Regions from separate parts of the Mus musculus genome. Here regions 1 and 2 are each linked to region 3. The links are chromatin contacts, called in public ChIA-PET and Hi-C maps. All regions are on one chromosome and are shown on one strand. The core of a region is the stretch at or near the end of the contact, and the rest is flanking DNA. Distances in the headings are between cores, read along the strand shown. Region 1 overlaps Glt8d2 (glycosyltransferase 8 domain containing 2). Region 2 overlaps Chst11 (carbohydrate sulfotransferase 11). Region 3 overlaps Txnrd1 (thioredoxin reductase 1).

Region 1 (2,984 bases), core at 182-2,681, 220 kb after region 3:
TTTGGAGCTGGTTTTTTCTATAACATGTCATACTAAAAAATGAATAGGAGTTAGAGTAAAAGGAAAACAACTGAAAAATCAAAATTTAAATGTGTTTTAGAAATACAGGATAGCTGTGTGATCTTGGTCTGGACAGTACCTCCCTGAGCCCAGGAATTAGGAGGGGAAAAAAAAAGCTGATGGACTTGCCAGTGTAACACAAGAACTTCTGGATAATGAAGAACAGCGAATGGAATTAGCTCTAAAATAGATTAGTAAGAAGAATGGCTTATAATGAAGAACTGTTGCAAACATTTTAAAAAAACGTAAGCCTCGTAGGAAAATGAATATAAAATATGAATGGACACTAAGGCCCAGGATTCCATCCACAGCTCTGTAAAAATAGCACCACCAAGAGCCAGCACCTGTACTCCTGAACAAGCTGGGGAAGAAAGGTTGCAAATTAGAGAGCAGACTAGGCTTCGTGGTGAGACCTTATCCCAAATAAACAAACTAGTCAAATAACCAACCAACTAACTGGCCAACTAACTAACCAGCCAACTAACTAACCAGCTGTCATGGTTTGTATATTCTTGGACCAGGGAGTGGCCTCATTTGTAGGTGTGGCCTTGTTGGAATAGGTGTGACCTGGTTGGAGTACGTGTGTTACTGTGGGTGTGGGCATAAGATCCTCACCCTAGTTGCCTGGAAGTCAGTCTTCCACTAGCAGCCTTTGGGTGGAGATGTAGAACTCTCAGCTCTGCCTGTGCCATGCCTGCCTGGATGCTGCCATGCACCTTGATGATAATGGACTGAACCTCTGAACCTGTAAGCCAGCCCCAGTTAAATGTTTTTTATAAGACTTGCCTTGGTCATGGTGTCTGTTCACAACAGTAAAACCCTAACTAAGACACCAGCCAAGTAATCAACCAGCCAACTAATCAATCGACCCAGTCAAAAGAGAATAGATCACACAATTCATAGCAATACAGTCAACAAAGTGGGTGTCTTTAGTTCTAGCTGGTTTCTCCTCCCCCAGTGTTTAAATATTTTGAAACCTGTTCTCATTGAGCCAAAATATAAAAGCAGAAGGTATGAACCCACAGTCCATCTCTGTAGATAGCCACAAGCAAACATACTTCTGTGGCAACTACCACATTCCCCCAAGCAATAGTAAGAGCTCTGCCACCAAGCTACCTACCCCTAGCCCTTTCCTGCCAATTTGCAATCAGCTGCAAATGTTGCCATCTGTGGCTTGAGTGGCCCGCCAACTTTGGAGACGATTTCTACCAGGAATGTCATAATGAATCAGATGAAAGATAGACACCCTGTGAGACTGAGTGCTGAAGGGGAGAGGGTGGTGGAGGAAGAAAGACAGGCTGAAGGGGGGAGGAGGAGGGGTGAGAGACAGAGGGGGAGGGAACGGAAGACTGTCAGAGGCTGGGCACACAAACACACACACACACACCCGCCACAGTGTCTCAGCAGTAGCATGTGGCAGTTGGTCTGGTGAGTGCAGCTGCTACTTGCCGAGAAAGGACCCCATCTTGTTGTTCTAGTTTCCTGTGGATTTTTGGATGTAGGACTCAACTCAGTTATTACTACCTTGTTCATTTCCTTTGCAGAATGAGTTATGAGATTGAGGGTGGGGAGGAGGAGATATTGGAAGTGAGGCCAGATGGCGAAGCAATCAGAAGGCTTTATAACGTGGAAACGATGCCTACATATACTTAACTGTAACTTTCCCGGAGCAGACGAGCCCCGGGAAGGATATGCAGATTAAATTCAGGAAAGATTCGAAACGTGTACCTGAAGTTTTCTGTTATCTCTTTAGAAAATGGATCGAACATTCTAAACTGAGAGAAATAAACTTCAAAATTGTGGAGTTCAATCCTACAGTCCTCAAGGGGAAGATTAGACCAGACTCATCGAGGCCTGAGCTGCTCCAGCCCGTGAGTATACAAGTCATGCACACAGTGGGGACAGTAGGGACAGTCCTGCATCCACATTCCCTGTAGAGCTCTAGCCATCTGATGTGCACATAGGATATTTCAGTCCCAAGTGTGCTAGATCTCCATGAAGCTCTGCTTATTTTTAACTCAGCAGCCACCTGCTCCAGGAAAGCTAGGGTTTATATAAGCATAATGAAGCTACTGAAAAGAATCGAGGCATAAAAATGGAGACTACGTATGTGTGCGTGAAGGAGGGCTACAGTTGGGAGCTGGAGGTAGGCGGAGTCGTGAGGTCAGCAAAATCATCCAAAACACCTCTGCTCTTGTAACTTCTTTGCTTAATCGTTGGTTAGCTCTGATTCTTCCGGAAGCCAAGGAAAGCCAGCAGCACGACAGCTATGTGCCTTGGTGTTGGCCACATGTTTGAGGAGAAGCCAGTCCTTTTCCTAGTGCTAGGGGTCATTTTTCTTGCAAGAGTGCCCACACATATGAAGTGTCCTTCATAAAGAACAGTTGTGTGTGTGTGTGTTATATGCTTATGTGTCAGTGAGCCCAAGCAAGCCTTTCTCCAGTGTCCCCCTAGTTCCTCACCCCTCCTTCCAGTCCCAACTTGTCATCCCCAGCACTGGGGGTTCAGATAAGTGTGCTTCACTCATCTGTTCATGTAGGTACTGGGGATTCGAACTCAGTTCCTCATGTTTACCCGCTGAACCATCTTTTCAGTCCAAGAGCAGTTCCTAATGGCAATTTTGTAGAGACTAGCCACCTGCTATATGCAGTTTATTTAAATCCTTCCTTTCTAATTAGCTTCTAAAGCCTCTGTCTGTGACACCACTCTTTCCTAATCTCAGTCACTTACTGTCAGTTGCTTATGATAATTGAACACCACTAATGAAAACCCTACAAACTCGTGTTGCTCTGACTGTTTTCTGGAACAAGAAGTTAAAGACTGGGCTTGTTGCTGGTGTGTGTGTGTGTGTGTGTGTGTGTGTGTGTGTGTGTATTAAAGCTATGAATTATCTAACTGATGAAAGGTAGAGAAAGCTGGAAGTC
Region 2 (2,700 bases), core at 124-2,623, 210 kb before region 3:
GCGGGAATCCTTGTTTGCCTACCTCCCCGATGCTGGGATTGCAACACAGGGCACCACACCAAACCCCACACCTACGACACCACAAGACACACGAAACGCCAGCTTTCTTTTTAACCCCCTTCTTAAAATCAATGTGATAGGGATCTGAATTCAGGTCCCTCATGCTTGTGTGGCAAACACTGCCCAACCAAGCGTCTCCCTGGACCTTGTTTGTTTAGACACGGGGTCTCCTGTAGCCTAGGCTGGCCTCAGGTTCCACAATGATAACTTTCCATTTCTGAACCCTTTGCTTTCCCCTCCCAAGGGCTGCGATTACAAGTCTGTACCACCATGCTGTCGTTCCTGCAGAATTGGGAAGCAAACCCAGGGCTTTGTGCCTTGTCTGTGTGAGTTAGCCTTGCCGCTCATTCGCTCAGCTAGCAACTATGCACAGCTTATACAGAGCCAGCGCTCTCACCAACAGAAGCCCAGTGAACCCATTACTAACCAGGGCCACAGACCCTCTCTGGATGGACAGCTCAAGGCCTGGCCTGCCTGCAGCCTGCTCGGGCTTGCTCTCACTGGCAGGTCCCTCCTGTTAATGAGGGGACAGACCCAGAACTCTCCATCAGCACCACTCTGCCAACACCAGTACTGGTAGGGCTTTACCAGAATGGAAGATGGCTGCCAAACCACCTCCATTGACATCTGAAGAACAAGCAGAACACGGAAATAGGCCCTTGTGGGCAAGGAACATGAACCAAAAAGAAACTTACACATGGTTACTATGTCTGGGCCGGGAATGCTCAAAAAAGGAACATCTAAAAACAGCTGCCTAACATTTTTATTTTTATTTTAGGAAACAAAAAAAAGTTCCAAACCCATAGAAGTGCTAGCTTCCTGCAACTTCCCTGAGTCAGACATTGTCTCTAGCCTCCGCAAACACACTCTTGGCTTGGGAGTGCTCAGTCTAGCTCAACAAAGTGCCTGTGTGAGTCTGAGGGAGAGTTAGCCAAGCCAGGAAGGGGGACTGTACTTGTAGGCTCCCTCTCCCATTTTTTTCCCTGAATCCACCCACTGGGGACAGAGGTATTCTGAGGACCCTATGGGAAGACTTTAAAGTTAAAAAAAAAATACTGGCTGCTAAACTTGGCTGTATGTTATGCTATTGTTCTGAGGACTTCAAAGAAATCAGCTCATTCCATTTTGGAACAACTCAGAGATCTAGAAACTGACAGCACCCCTAACACACACACACAGAGACACACACACACACTTTACAGATTAAGAAACTGGGGCTCAGGGAGATTAAAAAGAGTACCCCGAATTCCCTTACCAGGGGCATCTGGCTTTACCAAGTCTTAACTGCTGTGTGACACAGTGTGGTTAACTGAGGTTAAGTAATTCATTTCCGGTTTCCAGATGAGGAAATCAAAGCCCCGGCCCCGGCACCGCCCCCGAGATCCTGAATTCCCTCTCAGGTGGTCTGGTCCTGCCAGTGACAGGAAGAGTTAGAGCCCGATGGAGTTAGAACCTGGGCTCCAATGCCCTCACCTTCAGTTAAACTGTGCTGTGGAAGACCTGTCATCGTGGCTGGGTGGCTGGTAGGAAGGGCACAGCGAGGGCTGTCACACCCCAGGTACTCATTCTTTTCCAGCCTGCACTTAGGCTCTTAGAGGGTCATGCACAGGCCCCAGCCCCAGTGCAGAGGGACTCTTCTTCCCTGAACCCCAGAGCCCTGGCTAGTTTTATATCAATTTGACACAAGCTAGAGTTGTCAGGGAAGGGGAGCCTCAAATGAGAAACTGCCTCTCTAAGACCCAGCCATAGGCAAGCCTGTAGGGCATTTTCTTAATTAGCGATTGATGCTGGAGGGACCAGCCTTTGTTCCTGGTGGTCCTGGGTTCTGTAAGAAAGCAGGCTGAGCAAGCCATGGGAAGCAAGGCAGTTAGCAGTGCCCTCCATGGCCTCTGCATCAGCTCCTGCCTCTAGGTTCCTGCTCTGCTTGATTTTCTGTCCTGATTTCCTTTGATGATGAACTGTGATATGGAAGCATAAGCTGAATAAACCCCTTCCTCCCCAAGTTGCTTTGGTTATGGCGTCTCATCATAGCAATAGTGACCCTAACTAAGACACATGTGTCTGGTCACATGCTGAGCTCACAGGACCCAGGAAAAAGCAGCTGTGTTCAGAACCTCAATACCTCATATTAGATTTTGAATGTGAAATGTCCACAGTAGGCTCCTGAATTTGGGTACTTGGTTCCCAGCTGGTGGTACTATTTTGGGGGGTGGGGTGTCTGTGGGAGTTTTAAGAGATGGGGCCTCACTGGAGGAAGCGAGTAGTTTTCAGAAGACAGGTCTCGAAGTGCAGTCTGGCAGGGTTTCCAGCCAAACTATCCCCGCTTTCTGTCTGACACCCAGATGTTATGAGCCAGTGGTACCTCCAGCCACCATGCCTTCGGTGGCCGCTTGATAGGCAGTATCTCCTAAATTATTAGAATAAATGAGAAAGGTACCTAATTCAATGCACACTGAAGAGTCCCTGCCAATGCCTAGCTAGGAAGCCAGCTAGGTTCCAGACACACAAGACACAGTCCCTTTCCTCTAGAGGGCTCTTTACCTCAAGAAGCCAGTGCAAATGACCCAGGGACACACCAGTAAGCAATGACAGTGATGTCACTTCAATGGCCACATGGTCCAGTACACAAAATTGATTCCA
Region 3 (2,749 bases), core at 53-2,552:
GTGAACCGTATCTGCACTGCTGATCTCTTACAGGCTGGTGTTCACTGACCCGAGCAGGGAGCAGGAAGTACTTCCATGTGTGTGAGTGTGATTTACACGTAGACCACTGAGCTCTGTTTAAAACCAAGGACACTCGGTCACTGTGAAGTCAGATGATACTTGGCTACATCATGCTTTAATAAAGCTATGTCCAAAGAGATAGAGAGAGTGATACGCCATTGATCCTTATGTCAGTGCACAGTTCACGAGGGGTTACCCTGATCGATTCATTCACCGAACATCTGCCTCAGTGATAACTTTACACCTAAGGCAGTGTCCTGAAACCTTCTGGGTTCTAAAAAAAATCTTTCTCATCTAAAACAATTTTTAAACAAAGTATGTCATTACAGACAAACCCTGAGATTGTTTTAATAATCTAACCAAGTTCTTTGTGTGTTTGATGTAAGGCTTTGGCTTTATTCATATTTTCCCTGAAGGGATTTTTAAGGTCAATATGCTGAATACATTGAAAAAATTCAGTTTCTGGTACAATATTGAATGAGAATATGGGGCTGGAGAGATGGCTCAGAGGTTAAGAGTACTGACTGCTTCCAAAGGTCCTGAGTTCAAATCCTAGCAACCACATGGTGGCTCACAACCACCCAAATGAAATCTGACGCCCTCTTCTGGTGCATCTTTGGGCTGGAGCAAGCAGGGACTGAGCAAGCGGGCAGACCAGAGCGAACAGAGGTCCTAAATTCAATTCCCAACAGCCACGTGAAGGCTCACAACCATCTGTACAGCTACAGTGCACTCATATACATTAAATAAATAAATAAATAAATAAATAAATAAATAAATAAATAAATAAATCTTGAAAGAAAGAAAGAGAGAGAGAGAAGGAGGGAGGGAGGGAGGGAGGGAAGGAGGGAGGGAGGGAGGGAGGGAGGGAAGGAAGGAAGAAAGAAAGAGAGAGAGAGAGAGAGAGAGAGAGAGAGAGAGAGAGAGCGAAAGAAAGAAAGAAAGAAGAAAGAGTATGTGTGTATGGACACGTGTTCTGGAATATAATATAAAATGTATTTCTTACTGTGTGGCAACAGTCAAGTAAGTTTGAAAACTGCTAAGGTAGTCCATCTCTCTCACTATGGGTCTGGAATACCTGGGAGGCAGGAGTTTGCCCTCGGGCTTGGTCACTAGTGTAGCAGTGGGTACATCTCAATCTGGAGCCCAGCCAAGTCTGAGCTCTTCCCACCAGCGCAGAGGATCAAAGCAGAGCATCCGGGGTTGGGTTTGCTTGTGGTTTTTTAAAAGGTAGCTGAGGACTTCATGACTCTCCACTCATCAACACAGAGAAGCTTCAAGTGTCCCCTGACTTCCTTTACCTACGTGTGTTCTGCCTGCCTGCAGCGGGGCCCCGGACCAGGAAAGATGAACAGGCAAGGCAGCAGGCAGGAGAGCCCAGACCCTTGCCTAAGATGCTGCCCCTGGTGCTGTGGACACCAATGGCTGGAATCCTAACATTCATGGTCAAAAGCTACACATCTCCACAAAGACCCGTCGCCGCACTTACATCGTCTTTAAGGTTGCAGATTATTTTTGCATAACATTTGTTGTTATCCCGGGATGGGACTGTCCATTCCAATGGCCAAAAGAAACTATGGTAAACCTGGAAGACACAAGCACAGGTCAGACTTGTTTCCTTATGTGGGATGTTGCCCAGCAGTAGGTGTGGAGGTACTTCAATAATTAGCGCTGCTGATAAAGTTCACAGAATAAACTGACTTCATCAAAAGACAAATAACTTGGAACTTTGTTGTCAAGACCCCTTTGACTAATCTTAGTTCAACATGATTAGTAAACCTTAAGTAATATAACAAAATGACCAAGAAAATCAAGAAAGAAGCCACAAAATTACTGTCTTACATAAGACAACAAGCGGGCGGTGGTGGTGCACGCCTTTAACTCCAGCACTTGGGATTAAAGCGGAAGCAGGTGGATCTGAGTTTGAGGCCAGCCTGGTCTACACAGGGAGTTCTAAGATAGCCAGAGCGACAGAATAGACATATTAATGTTTCAGAACAAGAAAAAGAAAAGAAACAAAAAATACAAAGTGACCTCCTGGTTAGTGTAGGTCAGTGTTTCTCACCCTGTGGGTTGCCTTTGGGGGCTGACTCTTAGATGTCCTCTATATCAGACAGTTACATTATGATTTCTAACAGTAGCAAAATTACAGTTATGAAGTAAAACTGAAATAATTTTATGGGGGTGGGGGAGTCACGACAACATGACGAACTGAACTGAAGGGTCATAGCTTTAGGAAGGCTGAGAGTCACTGGCTCAGAGGAATGAGAGCTGTACATAGCAGGGGCAGCTCTAACAACCAGCTAGCTGGTGCTTCTTCCTGCTTCCAGAAAGTTCCTCCAGGAACCTTACCAGACAGCACAGGAGGAGGGAGAGAGGTGCAGGGGAGCCAGAAGACAGGGGCTCTGTTTGATGTGTCTTGGGCATGACAAGCAAGACTATTTCCTCCTCTGGGGACCCACATCAGTGCTCTGATACAAAAGTCTAACGCATGTAAAATTACTTAGGGAAAGACCAAGGAAAGCCTTCCAAATGGCTACACTACAGACAGCATCTGTGAGTAGTTGATTCCTGCTTCTTTAATTGGGTTTTTCAAAATGTCTCACTTTTGTAAGGAAAGTAGCAAAGCAAAGTAAGAAAATTCAGTCTTTCTGTATGAACACGACTTGCTTACTAATAACCTTAAGAT

Evidence for each region. A called contact is a pair of places that touch in the nucleus more often than the background predicts. ChIA-PET counts read pairs in DNA pulled down with a chosen protein or histone mark.
Region 1: a contact with region 3 is called in a Hi-C map of Th1 cells, with 3 times the contacts expected there. The contact joins two enhancer-like sites. A contact is called at or near these places in 1 of 15 datasets of contacts at CTCF or cohesin (large pre-B cells), 21 of 484 Hi-C or Micro-C datasets (the AML12 cell line, B cells, the C2C12 cell line and 14 more), 7 of 115 datasets of contacts at active chromatin or transcription factors (CD8 T cells, T-cell acute lymphoblastic leukemia, cardiomyocytes and 4 more) and 3 of 9 other capture datasets (adipose tissue, embryonic stem cells and liver).
Region 2: an RNA polymerase II ChIA-PET map of memory CD8 T cells shows a contact between it and region 3, with 19 read pairs. The contact joins two enhancer-like sites. A contact is called at or near these places in 1 of 115 datasets of contacts at active chromatin or transcription factors (memory CD8 T cells) and 1 of 9 other capture datasets (adipose tissue).

The regions. Positions count from the first base shown.
Region 1 is chr10:82,661,113-82,664,096 of GRCm38.p6, reverse strand. Glt8d2 (glycosyltransferase 8 domain containing 2) reads left to right here. Exons shown (of 10, transcript NM_029102.3): 5 at 1,814-1,931. Among named protein-coding and RNA genes, the nearest start is that of Glt8d2, 28 kb to the left of the region's middle. Within about 2 kb of position 1,431, at least 71 of the 459 cell types and tissues checked have an H3K27ac peak or open chromatin away from gene starts, as enhancers often do. A contact at or near this core is called in CD8 T cells, the G1E-ER4 cell line, T-cell acute lymphoblastic leukemia and 2 more, where this site is marked.
Region 2 is chr10:83,099,789-83,102,488 of GRCm38.p6, reverse strand. All of the region lies in intron 2 of Chst11 (carbohydrate sulfotransferase 11), which reads right to left. Among named protein-coding and RNA genes, the nearest start is that of Chst11, 120 kb to the right of the region's middle. Within about 2 kb of position 1,373, at least 49 of the 459 cell types and tissues checked have an H3K27ac peak or open chromatin away from gene starts, as enhancers often do. A contact at or near this core is called in memory CD8 T cells, where this site is marked.
Region 3 is chr10:82,886,069-82,888,817 of GRCm38.p6, reverse strand. Txnrd1 (thioredoxin reductase 1) reads right to left here. Exons shown (of 15, transcript NM_001042513.1): 13 at 1,550-1,645. Among named protein-coding and RNA genes, the nearest start is that of Eid3, 21 kb to the right of the region's middle. Within about 2 kb of position 1,302, at least 30 of the 459 cell types and tissues checked have an H3K27ac peak or open chromatin away from gene starts, as enhancers often do. A contact at or near this core is called in CD8 T cells, the G1E-ER4 cell line, T-cell acute lymphoblastic leukemia and 2 more, where this site is marked.